Regions from separate parts of the Pan troglodytes genome. Here region 1 is linked to region 2. A link is a contact called in public capture Hi-C data. All regions are on one chromosome and are shown on one strand. Each heading gives the region's core, a stretch centred on a gene start, on an enhancer-like site or on the middle of the called end of the contact. The rest is flanking DNA. Distances are from core to core; before and after follow the strand shown. Region 1 overlaps SYN3 (synapsin III). Region 2 overlaps SYN3 (synapsin III).

The links. Capture Hi-C pulls out chosen DNA fragments and counts their contacts.
Region 1: a capture Hi-C map of stem cell-derived neural stem cells shows a contact between it and region 2, with 4 times the contacts expected there. The contact joins two enhancer-like sites. A contact is called at or near these places in 2 of 7 Hi-C or Micro-C datasets (induced pluripotent stem cells and stem cell-derived neural progenitor cells) and 1 of 1 other capture datasets (stem cell-derived neural stem cells).

What each region holds. Positions count from the first base shown.
Region 1 is chr23:34,757,715-34,763,164 of NHGRI_mPanTro3-v2.0_pri, forward strand. The region is part of intron 6 of SYN3 (synapsin III); the gene reads right to left. Among named protein-coding and RNA genes, the nearest start is that of TIMP3, 140 kb to the right of the region's middle. Within about 2 kb of position 2,612, at least 3 of the 24 cell types and tissues checked have an H3K27ac peak or open chromatin away from gene starts, as enhancers often do. A contact at or near this core is called in stem cell-derived neural stem cells, where this site is marked.
Region 2 is chr23:34,625,269-34,630,638 of NHGRI_mPanTro3-v2.0_pri, forward strand. SYN3 (synapsin III) reads right to left here. Exons shown (of 14, transcript XM_054675522.2): 11 at 2,049-2,183; 12 at 1,093-1,180. Among named protein-coding and RNA genes, the nearest start is that of BPIFC, 55 kb to the left of the region's middle. Within about 2 kb of position 1,908, at least 9 of the 24 cell types and tissues checked have an H3K27ac peak or open chromatin away from gene starts, as enhancers often do. A contact at or near this core is called in stem cell-derived neural stem cells, where this site is marked.

The DNA of each region.
Region 1 (5,450 bases), core at 1,362-3,861, 130 kb after region 2:
CATGGGGTCAGGATGTGTACAAAGATGAGGGTGCACTTAACTTCCCCTACTGCTAAAAAAGGGACGTTGAGCTGGAGCTTGAAGAATGAGCTGTTGTCCATCTGAGGGAGAAGGCAGAGAAAGGACATTTCAGGCACAGTGAACATGTGTGAAAGGATGGGGGCGTGAGGAAGCATGTTATATGTAGCGATAATAACAGGAATGATTGCTAACATACATTGCGAGCATACCACATGACAGGCGCTTTTCGGACTTCACATACTGAACTCAAATCCATTCTCACAACAGCCCGGTCTGGTAGATGCTAGCATGAACTCCATTTTATAGATGAGGAAATGAAGGCACAGGGAATTAAGTGATTTCCTTAAGGTCACAATGAGAGCAAGTGGTGAAGCCAGGACTGGAACCTACTTGAGGGACAGGCGTCCTAACAGTGTAACCAAGGTAAGTAAGGGCTAGGCAGGAAGGGATGAAGTATGTAGCTAAAGAGTTGGAGTGGGGTGATGATAAGGGAAGATATTTAGATTTTATCTAAGAGGCAATAGGGAGCCATTGATGGTCTAAGCAGAAGAGTGTTAGAAAGGTCCATGTGGCACAGGAAAGAGGGAAAATTGAGAGAGAGAATGAAGCCACGAAGAGTGTGCTGGGGAGACAGCCAGATCCTTTATTGTTACATGTAAGCCAGATTGCTTCTTCCATCTGGGTAACCATCACCCACTCTGGAGCTCAACTTCAGAACATGGGTTATACTATTTCACAAACTCTTCCTGGGAGACAAGAGCTCCACCTGGACCTGTGACATGACTGGTACCTCCCACATCACATTCTGTGCACCCAGTAACTGCATTTGGCTCTGTTTTCCTTGGATTGCTAGACATTCTTTACCTCTTTATTTAATGCACTAGGTGGTGTTCCTTTTCACCCTAGGAGCACAGGATAGTATTAGAGTCCTTGAAAAGGTGTTTCAGATATTCTTAGTGGGAAGCTCTTCCACTGGGTGTGACCCTGGACAAATGCCTCCTCCCTACTTTTTTTGCTGCCTGCCTTGTTTCTCATATATACATGGGCAGGCAACCTGGATTCTGCCAGGCAACCAGGTGGCAAGTTGACCCGCCCACCAGTCCCAGTTCTAAAGAGTGGCTGTGTGACTTTGGTGAAGTCACTGTGTCTCCCTGGGATGCATCTGAGAGGAAGGAGGCTGTACTAGACAATACAGGCAATACCTAAACTGTCCTCCAGCAAATCATGTTTGCTGTTTCCAGAATCTTTACTTCCGAGAGTCTAATTTTATTCAATGGTTCAATGTATATTTGTAGAGTCAGGCATGGTGCTAGGGATATGGTGGTGCAAGATAGAAAGAACCCTTGCTATCGTTCTCACTGATCATATTCAGTAACTGATCCCATTGAACATCCATGCATTGAGCACCCATTACCTCCTGGATCTGCTGCTAGAGGCTATGAGAGGCATAGACAAGATGAAGATATGGTGCCTGCTCTAAACTAGCTTTTCCTCCAAGTTCACCTCCTTAAAGGGAGACAGCCAGCTGAATGTGGTCAGGAGGACTCCTTAAAAGGCGCTCCTTTTGCTCATCACCTGTAACTTCAGTCAAATAAGTAGCCGTGCCAAACCTGGTTTCTTTGGGGCATGGCTTCCAGGTCTGCGCGTCTCTGACACTTGCCCCAGGTGCAGCAAAGTTGCGAAATGGACACGGCTCCGTATGCCCACCAGATGGCGGCATTCTAGCATATTCCCTAACAGCTGGGGTCATTGAGAAACAGCACCCTGTGTTGGTGGAGGGGAGAGACCACTTCATCTCTAATCCAGGGCCCATTCATACTGATCTTCTGGAAAGTTCTGGGGTTAAGGGGCTGGCGGGGAAGGAATGGTGGTCGGGCAAAGGAAAATGGCGCTAAATGCTCCATCCAACAAACATTTCTGGCTGCCTTCTGGAGCTCCCCTTGTCCCCAAGTCTGCATTTGGTGATAAATTTGCATCATTACTTATTTACCTGTCATTCTCTTTTGTCCAGTTGGCGCCATGTCTATTTCCTCTTGGGATCCATGGTGCCTATGCAGAGTCTGGCCCAGAGCAAGGATTAAGGCTCTTGGTCGAAAAAAAGTGAAGCTTATTTTAAGCAAGAACTTAAAACAGACTCTCACCTAAGGACCACCACCCAGGCGAGGGCTTCTTGGGCCATTAACATCCTTGACCTCAAAGATGGAAATTGCAAGATGGGAGACTGAGAGTGCCGTTCAAGGTTCCCTAATGTGAGCCATTGGAGACATGGCTGGGATCAACTTTAACCTATCTCTGCTCAAAAGGTGTCAACCTTGTCCACATCAGCCAGGATGTCAAGGTGGAGAGGATAGAAATTCCAGATCTGGCTGAGTCTAGTGTCCACCAGAGAAAACTTTGGCCTTTAATCTGGGATTTTTACATCGTTTTCTTCTCTAACAGAGGGAGAGAGAGGGGCATGACTTGGGTCCACCAATTGGGACAAGCAGGTCCAACCTGCTTCTCTGCTGTCTTCAATTCCATTCAGACCCCTACGCCCTGCTGCCTAGCACCTCCACCTTCCCCTCTGGGGCTCCAGCAAAGAGGAAGGCAGTCAGAACCACTCCAAAGGGTCCAATCTCCTTGCATTCCAGCCCTGGCCAAAGTCAGCCCGGGAACAAGTGGAGAGCCCCTCTTGAAGGAAGTGATTCAGAAACCATGATGGCCTGGCGGCCCGCCGTGACTCACAGCACATCAATGGGGGAATTGTCTGTAGAAGCCGAGAATTCCAAAGCTCTTTTCTTTCCTTTCTTACTTACTTTCTTTTTTTTCTTTCTTTCTTTCTTTTTTGCCCTCCCCTTGGCGGCATTGTGCAACAGCAGGGCTGCCCAGAAACATGTGGTTTTCATCATTGGCTCCACAGCTGCCCTAGAGCACTGTGGAGAAAATAAGATGGAGAGGGAACAGGATACAAGGGGACCTGTTGCGGTCAAGCAGGGTCCTTCTCTTTCCCCCCACCTTTCTTGTCAACACCAACATCCTCAAAGAGCATCTGGAACGGAAGGGAATAGAATTTTGGATCTGGGAGAAAACTTAGAGTATGTCTCATCCAATAACTCTATGTACAGATGAGGAAACTGAGGCCTCAAGAGGGGACGTAAGTGGCTTGGCAAATGTCCACAGCCAAGTTGCATCTTGCATCTTGCTGCAGTGACTGACTTTTCTTAGCCTCCAAGTCAGGAAATGTAGTTTGACAAAGGATACTTTTTTTCCATGGAATGTGACAGATGAAAAGTCATACCAAGTTTAGTTCTAAATCTCTCCATTGTCCCTTTCCCCTTATCTACGAGTCTAGGGAGTCTGTTTTACCCAGAGTCATCTGTGGGGACACGTGCAAAATCTAAAGGTCTTTTTGCAGTTGTCATCTGATTGGTCATCTCTGTAGCATGTGAAATTAATGCCCACGGGTTTCCAGGTATTCCCCCTATGCATCCACTCCTACCTCTGCAACGTCTCCTTTTCGGCATTCTTTTCTCCTCCCTTGGCTCTCAGATGCCTTAGTTCTATAGGGCTGTCTTATCTTAACTCATATCCATGTTCACGGTTTCAGTGGCTATCATTCAGCTGAGGACTCCCAAATCTTATCTATAGTCTGTTCATCATTCCTGAGCTACAGACGTGTACATACAGCTGCCTTCTCAGTGCCTTTCTTGGATTCCCCAGACGGAACTCATCATTTCCCTCCATAGCTCTTTGACTACTTTGATTTTATTACCAAGTAACTATGGGACCAATATAGTTAGTGTTCCAAAGCACATGCTTTGGCATCTTATTGACCTGGGCCTGACTCCCAGATATGCCATGGGAGTGGGGCTATGGGGCTTTGGCCAAGTTACTGACCTTTCCAAGTTCCTCATCTGTAAAATGGGGATAATAAAAATACCTACTTCATAAGGCTGTCATTAAGAGGAAATGAGTTAATACAATAGCATTAACACAATGCCTGGCACATAATAAATACTCAATTACTGCTGAGCTGTTATTTTTATTATGTACCTCAGCATCCTCCCAACTTGAGCCACACTGAATTCTTAGCACTTAAAATATTTACTGACCACATATGTGTTCCAAGCACTGTGCTTGGTATAGAATTACATGAGTGGATAGATGAATTTTCTGTTTTAAAATTGCCTTACAAAGTATCCCCATTTTACAGATGAGGAAGACAATCACTTTCTAAGAAAAGCAAACAACCAACCAAGAGATTCCCTCATGTTCCTTCTTACTAGCCAATAATTTATACTGAATATGATGACACAGAAAAAAAGAAAAAGGTAGGCCAATTCATAGTTCACTTTTCTTTTAGTCCTTACTTACTCAACAGTAAGCCTCAAGTAGAGGGGGTTGGAAGAATGTGTGTGCATCCAGAAGTGAAATAAAAACAGTTGAGTTAGTTTTGTGTAGCATGATGGTTGTGTAAGAGGAAACCCCTTTCGCTTGGCTCTCATTTTCTCTTGCTGCCGCCATGTAAGACGTGCCTTTCGCCTTCTGCCATGATTGTGAGGCCTCCCCAGCCATGTGAAACTGTAAGCCCATTAAACTTGTTTTTCTTTTCTTTTCTTTTCTTTTTTTTTTTTTTTGAGTCTCACTCTGTTGCCCAGGCTGGAGTGCAGTGGCGCCATCTTGGCTCACTGCAAGCTCCGCCTCCCGGGTTCACGCCATTCTCCTGCCTCAGCCTCCCGAATAGCTGGGACTATAGGCACCCACCACCATGCCCGGCTAATTTTTTGTATTTTTAGTAGAGACGGGGTTTCACCGTGTTAGCCAGCATGGTCTCCATCTCCTGACCTCGTGATCCACCTGCCTCGGCCTCCCAAAGTGCTGGGATTACAGGCATGAGCCACCACGCCCAGCCTAAACCTCTTTTTCTTTATAAGTTACCCAGTCTCGGGTACGTCTTCATTAGCAGTGTGGGAACTGACTAATACAGCATGTAGGAACTATGAAATATGAATTGTGTAATTTTATTGATTCTGCTTATGAGTTCAATGTTTTCATATTTGCATTTAAAATTTTGCATTGCACAATGTAAAAGTAAATGGTAAAATCCACGTGAATAATGTAAAATTTCATTTATTTATTTTACCTAGAATGATATTAAATATCAATTAAAACAGCATTATGAGAAGTCAAGAGAGAGATAGTGGAAGGAAAGAAAAAGCTTTATATTTAGTATCTTTAACAGCATTCCCCCCGCTACACTGCACATTTTGAAAAAGGGATCCTGCAAATTATGTAGCCATCCCTGACTAAGATAGGGAAATGTCTTTGAATTTTAGACTTGAGGAGAGACTATGAAAAGTCTCTCAGAGAACCCTGCTCTGCTCACCACCCATCATATTGTATGTGAAGATGGTAAGAGCTACAGGGAGTCTTAAGGTCACACAGGGAGC
Region 2 (5,370 bases), core at 658-3,157:
ATAGGTTTTTAAGAAGATCCTTAAAAGATTGCAGCGAGACTGCCTGCTTTGGTTTCTTGGTGCACAGGTGCTCTGAAGCTCCATGCTGCTGCCAGAGCAAGTGTGCCCAGGAGGTTTTGATTGCAAGAGAGGATACGGGGCGGATTTCTCTCAAGACCTGCACGCAAAATATCAGAGCAGCTGATATTCTTTGAGAAAGTTAGTTAGCCATTGCCATGATTGCTTTTCATCTTTTTACAATAGTTTGTCCATTCTCTAATAAGTGGTGGAATGTAGTAATGCTGGAAATATTTGAGGAGGAATTTCAATGGCCAAGGTTTTATAGATGATCTTCCCTTTTTCTATCTTTCTTACTCTAGCTGGTTGACTCACAAAGCAATCATCAGGCACCACTCATTGAAATGAATAAACACTTCCTAGGTTTGAAAGGTCTGAAAGGCCAGACTTGTAAATCTACCATTTTCTGCCTCCTTGGGCAAAGCCTCAACTTTTACCTCGCAGTACAAAGGCTCATGCCTATAATCCCAGCACTTTGGGAGGCTGAGGTGGGCGGATCACCTGAGGTCAGGAATTTGAGACCAGCCTGGCCAACATGGTGAAACCCCATCTCTACTAATACTACAAAAATTAGCTGGGCGTGGTGGTGTGCACCTGTAGTCCCAGCTACTCAGGAGGCTGAGGCAGGAGAATCACTTGAACCTGGGAGGTGGAGGATGCAGTGAGCCGAGATCGCACCACTGCACTCCAGCCTGGCGACAGAGCAAGACTCTGTCTCAAAAGAAGAAAAAAAAAGGAAATAATGACATTTTCACTGCAGGACGGCTGGGAAAATAAAAGTGAGAAAATAGGTGGGACATTCCCTGGCACAGTGCTTGGTGCATATTAGGTTCTTAATAAATTAACCTTCTATTTCCCTTCTCCTTTCTTGACTTTTTAAAGAGGTTGACCAACCCCATAGTCTCATTCATTCTGTGAATAAAGTATTCAGGTGCATTTTCCCAGAGCCCCTTGTGGGAATCACATGTGGATCCCTCGGTGCATTTCAGCACCCTCACTGCATGCTTTCGCGCAGTGGCTCGTCCTGGGTCATACCTTGCGGAGGTGGGCGTGGCTGGGGCTGTCCTAGCTGAGGCCCCAGCTGGGCTTGCCCTGGGGATTTCGCTGATTTAATCTGTGGAGCCTAGAGCAGAAGAGAAAAGAAGCCTGTTGGTATCACCACAGCCCTTTATTTCCTGGGTGAGAGGGCAGCATTTATGAAGATCTTTTTATCATTGAGAAGAGACTCTTACACATAAAGTGTACAGTTCTGGAGTATACAGTGTAGTGAAGTTCTATATGTGTATACGTCGGTGTAACCACTGCCCAGATCAAAACAGAGGGCATTCTCTGCGATGAAGCCTGCCCCGTGCCCCTTCCCAGCCAGCAGCCCCGTCAGTATAATAACTACAATTCTGATGTTTGTTATCATAGATTACTTTCTGTGGGGAAATCTGGGCTGGGAGGTGGAAGTTTGGGGACTTGCTTTTACATAAAGCTGGGGAGCTGGCAAATTCTTTGGAGAGCAGTCTGGTACTCCATGGTGGGAACTGTGGAGGGGAGGAGCGACGTGGGATCTCATTGAGGTTGGGGAAAATGGGAGACACAATAGCGTCCATTGACTGGTTCCCTGGGAGCACACAGAGGGCTTGTGTGTCCATATGCTCTCGCACACGCACGCACACACATCCTGCTCAGGCCCAGCACCGAGGGCACAGAAGGGACAGCAGTCAATCATCTCTGCCCACAGTGCCCAAAGGCCATTTGAGACAAGATTGTTCTCCCCAGGATGGTGAAGAAGGGAAGGGGCCTCTGAAAGCCTCCTCAATTCACTTACTGGGGCAGGCTGTGAAAGCTCTCCCCAATGTCTGGCCTTCGTCCACACCCCCATTCCTTCTCCCCAAGGTGGTTTCTTCCTGGGGGTATCCCCTTTGGATCCAGGGGCTCCCCATTTCCATACAGCCTGGCATTTCTCATGGCTATAAAGTCTCCTTTGATCGTGAGGGTCTTACCCAAGGTCTGAGGGGGGAGGGCGCTGTGCCTCCTGGCATCGGGAGCTGGCTCATTTTGGAGACAACAAGGTCGGCCATCAGCTGTCTGTCCTCTTCCACATGCTCTCCAATCAGCGGCATTGAGCTGTCCATTACCTGTGGGGAGGAAGGGAGAGCTGAGGGACCCCCATACCAGGAGAGATGGCGGTTGGGCATCACATCCCAGAAGTGGGGGCTCAGGGCTCAGGACAGAAGTGACCACCAGATGGCGATGTCCTCCATGCAAATCACCTCCAGCTGGGACTGGCCGTCAGAGACATCAGTTCCCTTCGGTTCAGTCTAAACCACTCCCTGGAGGTAGTTCAATTCGGCCCACGTTTGCTGGATGACAGCAATGCGACAAGGGCCAGGGAGCCTCTGCCGACCTTTTCTGTGCTTTTCTTTGGGGAGCCGCTCTCCGCCCCCTCCTTTCTCACCCTGGCCCCCTCCCAGGGTCGGGGCTGGCCACCTCTCCTTTGGCCCCAGGTCAAGGCTGCTTTCCACAAAGCAGAAACAGTAAAGGTGGGGGCTTGATCATGACAAAAATATGACGCGGGCTGGAGTTGACCCAGGGTTCAGGGGAAAGAGGGAAGAGGAAAGGCCTGTTTTCCGGGGCCCTGGCAAAACACAGGCGGGAGGGAAAAGCATTCCACAGGGAGCTGGGCTGTTCTCAAAGTGCTTCTATCGGGAGGAACCTGAGGGATCCGAGTTTCCCCTTCTGCTGTTTTTACACATAGAGCAACTGAGGCCCAGAGATGGGAGGGGACTTGCCCAAGGTCACACAGGCCAATGCTCCACGTGATTCCCTAGGCATGGGAAGCTATGGGAGATCTGGAAGGGGTGTCTGTCAGGCCTTGGCGCATCTGCGAATCAGCTGGCCGCGTCACCCTCTCTGCTCCACTGCAGGAGTCGGCGGCCTGCATTCACCCACGCCACCCCATCAGACTCACCGTCTTGTCTCCCCTGTTCCCACGCTCTGGACATATTAGGTTTTCTCTCTCCTCCAGGTTCTTATGTAATCCCTCTACCCACTCCTTACCTGGCCAACTCCTTTCATCCAACAGGGAACAGCTAACTAGGTCTTCCTCCAGGAAGCCCTCTCTGATAGGGCAAGCTCTGACGAGCCACCTGACATCTGTATCCTGCCGTTCTCACCTGGTTTCACACGGGACAGCTTATCCACAGCACTGTCACCCCTTGCTTACTATGTCTCCACCACCAGACTGGGAGCCCCCAAGGTTAGGAATGGGCCCTGTGTCCTGCTAAGCAGGTGCGCCCTCCACAGACACCTGTTTAGTGGAGGAATAAGATGCCCTTGTGATAAGCCCGGCTCATAAGGATAAGGATACTAAGAAGCGCCGTATTTTATGGGGCATTTCCTACGTGCTACGCACTATTCTAAGCATTGGGTGTGGAGGATCTCTCATAAACCTCAGAATAGCTCTTTGAGGCAGTACTATTATCCTCATTGTAATCATGAGGAAGCAGAGGGTCAAAGAAGTGGCAAGGTCAAGGACACAGCACTGGCAACCCATGGTCCTCCCGCTGCATCAGGCTAATTCCTACCAAGCATTGGAACAGCACACCAGGGTAGGAATTGAGAAGAGGGAACCTGGGTTCCAGGCTTGGCTTCTGCTGTGGATTTGCTCTGTGATCTTGGGCAAGTTTCTTTTCCTCTACGGGCCTATTTTTTTTTTTTTTTTTTCTCAACAGTGAACTGAGGGATCTGGGCAGCTGCTAAGACCCTTCCAGCTGGGACCTGTAGGGATCTGTGAGTTTAAGCACCCACTTTGATTAGGAAACTGAAAAGCTAGCTTAAGAATGTGAATACTGGCTGGGCGCGGTGGCTCACGCCTGTAATCCCAGCACTTTGGGAGGCCGGGGCGGGCGGATCACGAGGTCAGGAGATTGAGACCATCCTGGCCAACACGGTGAAACCCCGTCTCTACTAAAAATACAAAAAAAATTAGCCGGGCGTGGTGGCAGGTGCCTGTAATCCCAGCTACTCGGGAGGCTGAGGCAGGAGAATCGCTTGAACCTGGGAGTGTCGGAGGTTGCAGTGAGCCAAGTTGCTCTATTTGTAAGAAGAGCAGAAGGGGAAACTAGGATCCCTCAGGCTCCTCCCCATAGAAGCACTTTGAGAATAGCCCAGCTCCCTGTGGAACGCGTTTCCCTCCCGCCTGGGTTTTGCCAGGGCCCCGGAAAACAGGCCTTTCCTCTTCCCTCTTTCCCCTGGCGACAGAATGAGACCCCGTCTCAAAAAAAAAAAAAAAAAAAAAAAAGAATGTGAGTACTGCTTCTAGCAGAGTCCTGAGCTCTGCACAGGTTGTACCTGGGACTGAGGCCTCCTGGATCCCAGCGCCGCAGACAGGGACAGTCTCTCAGTCACCACTGGCTGAGCTCTGACTGTGGAGTCTGCTGCGAAGGTACACAGGCTTGCTGCACCCTGCCTGTCCTCTCTCCCCCTGCCCCTGCCCACCCCATTTTATTCTGGTCTCTGTTTCCTACATTCCCTGCAGTGGAAAACAGCCACCGCAAGGAACCTGAGGTTCATTTTGGAATCCCCACGGTAGACACAGCCAAAGGAAGTGGCCACCCTCATCTCCCCAGGGAAACATTTTTCCAGTGAGCAATGTCATTCCCCGGACAAGGTCAGAGAGGACAAGTTCAAGGGTCTTTTCCCCTGAGTATTTCACTGTGAGCCTCTTCACAAAACATTTCACACACATTTTCAGTTCTCACCACAGAGATGGCTGAAGAAACCAGTGTTTTGGGATCTCTTCTGCCTTTTTTTTTCCCTTACTGGGGGAAAATACCTTTTATATTTCTGGTAACAAGCTTCCCATCTCCCCTGACCCCACTCCAAACTCAAAAGCAAAGGAAACAACTCTGCAATGTTTCTGCGAGGAAAAAAAAATCTGAAAAGCTATCTTTCATTTTTCCTCTGGAACATTCTTGGGAGACATTGTTTTCTTATTTTTTGAAGTCCGAGCCCACTACTTTTACTTTTTTTTTTTTTTTTAATGTGAAAGGTCTTTCATCCCCAACCCTCTGAATGGCTAAAGGCAGGAAGCCTGGGCCCATGAACACAGATTTTTTTTTTTTTCCCTAAGACTGAAAGCTGAGACCCGGAGAGGTAGGGGCTCACAGGGGACAGAGAGACTGCTGGTGCAAGGGAGGAGCTGGCCTTTGGGGGTCAGGGCAGTCCAGGAGCTCTAGGAGACAGGGTCCCTGCTCTTGTGTTTGCAGTTGTACTGTGTCCACCTGGCTTGGGGGCTGGCTCCCGGAGCAGCGGCTCAGTGAA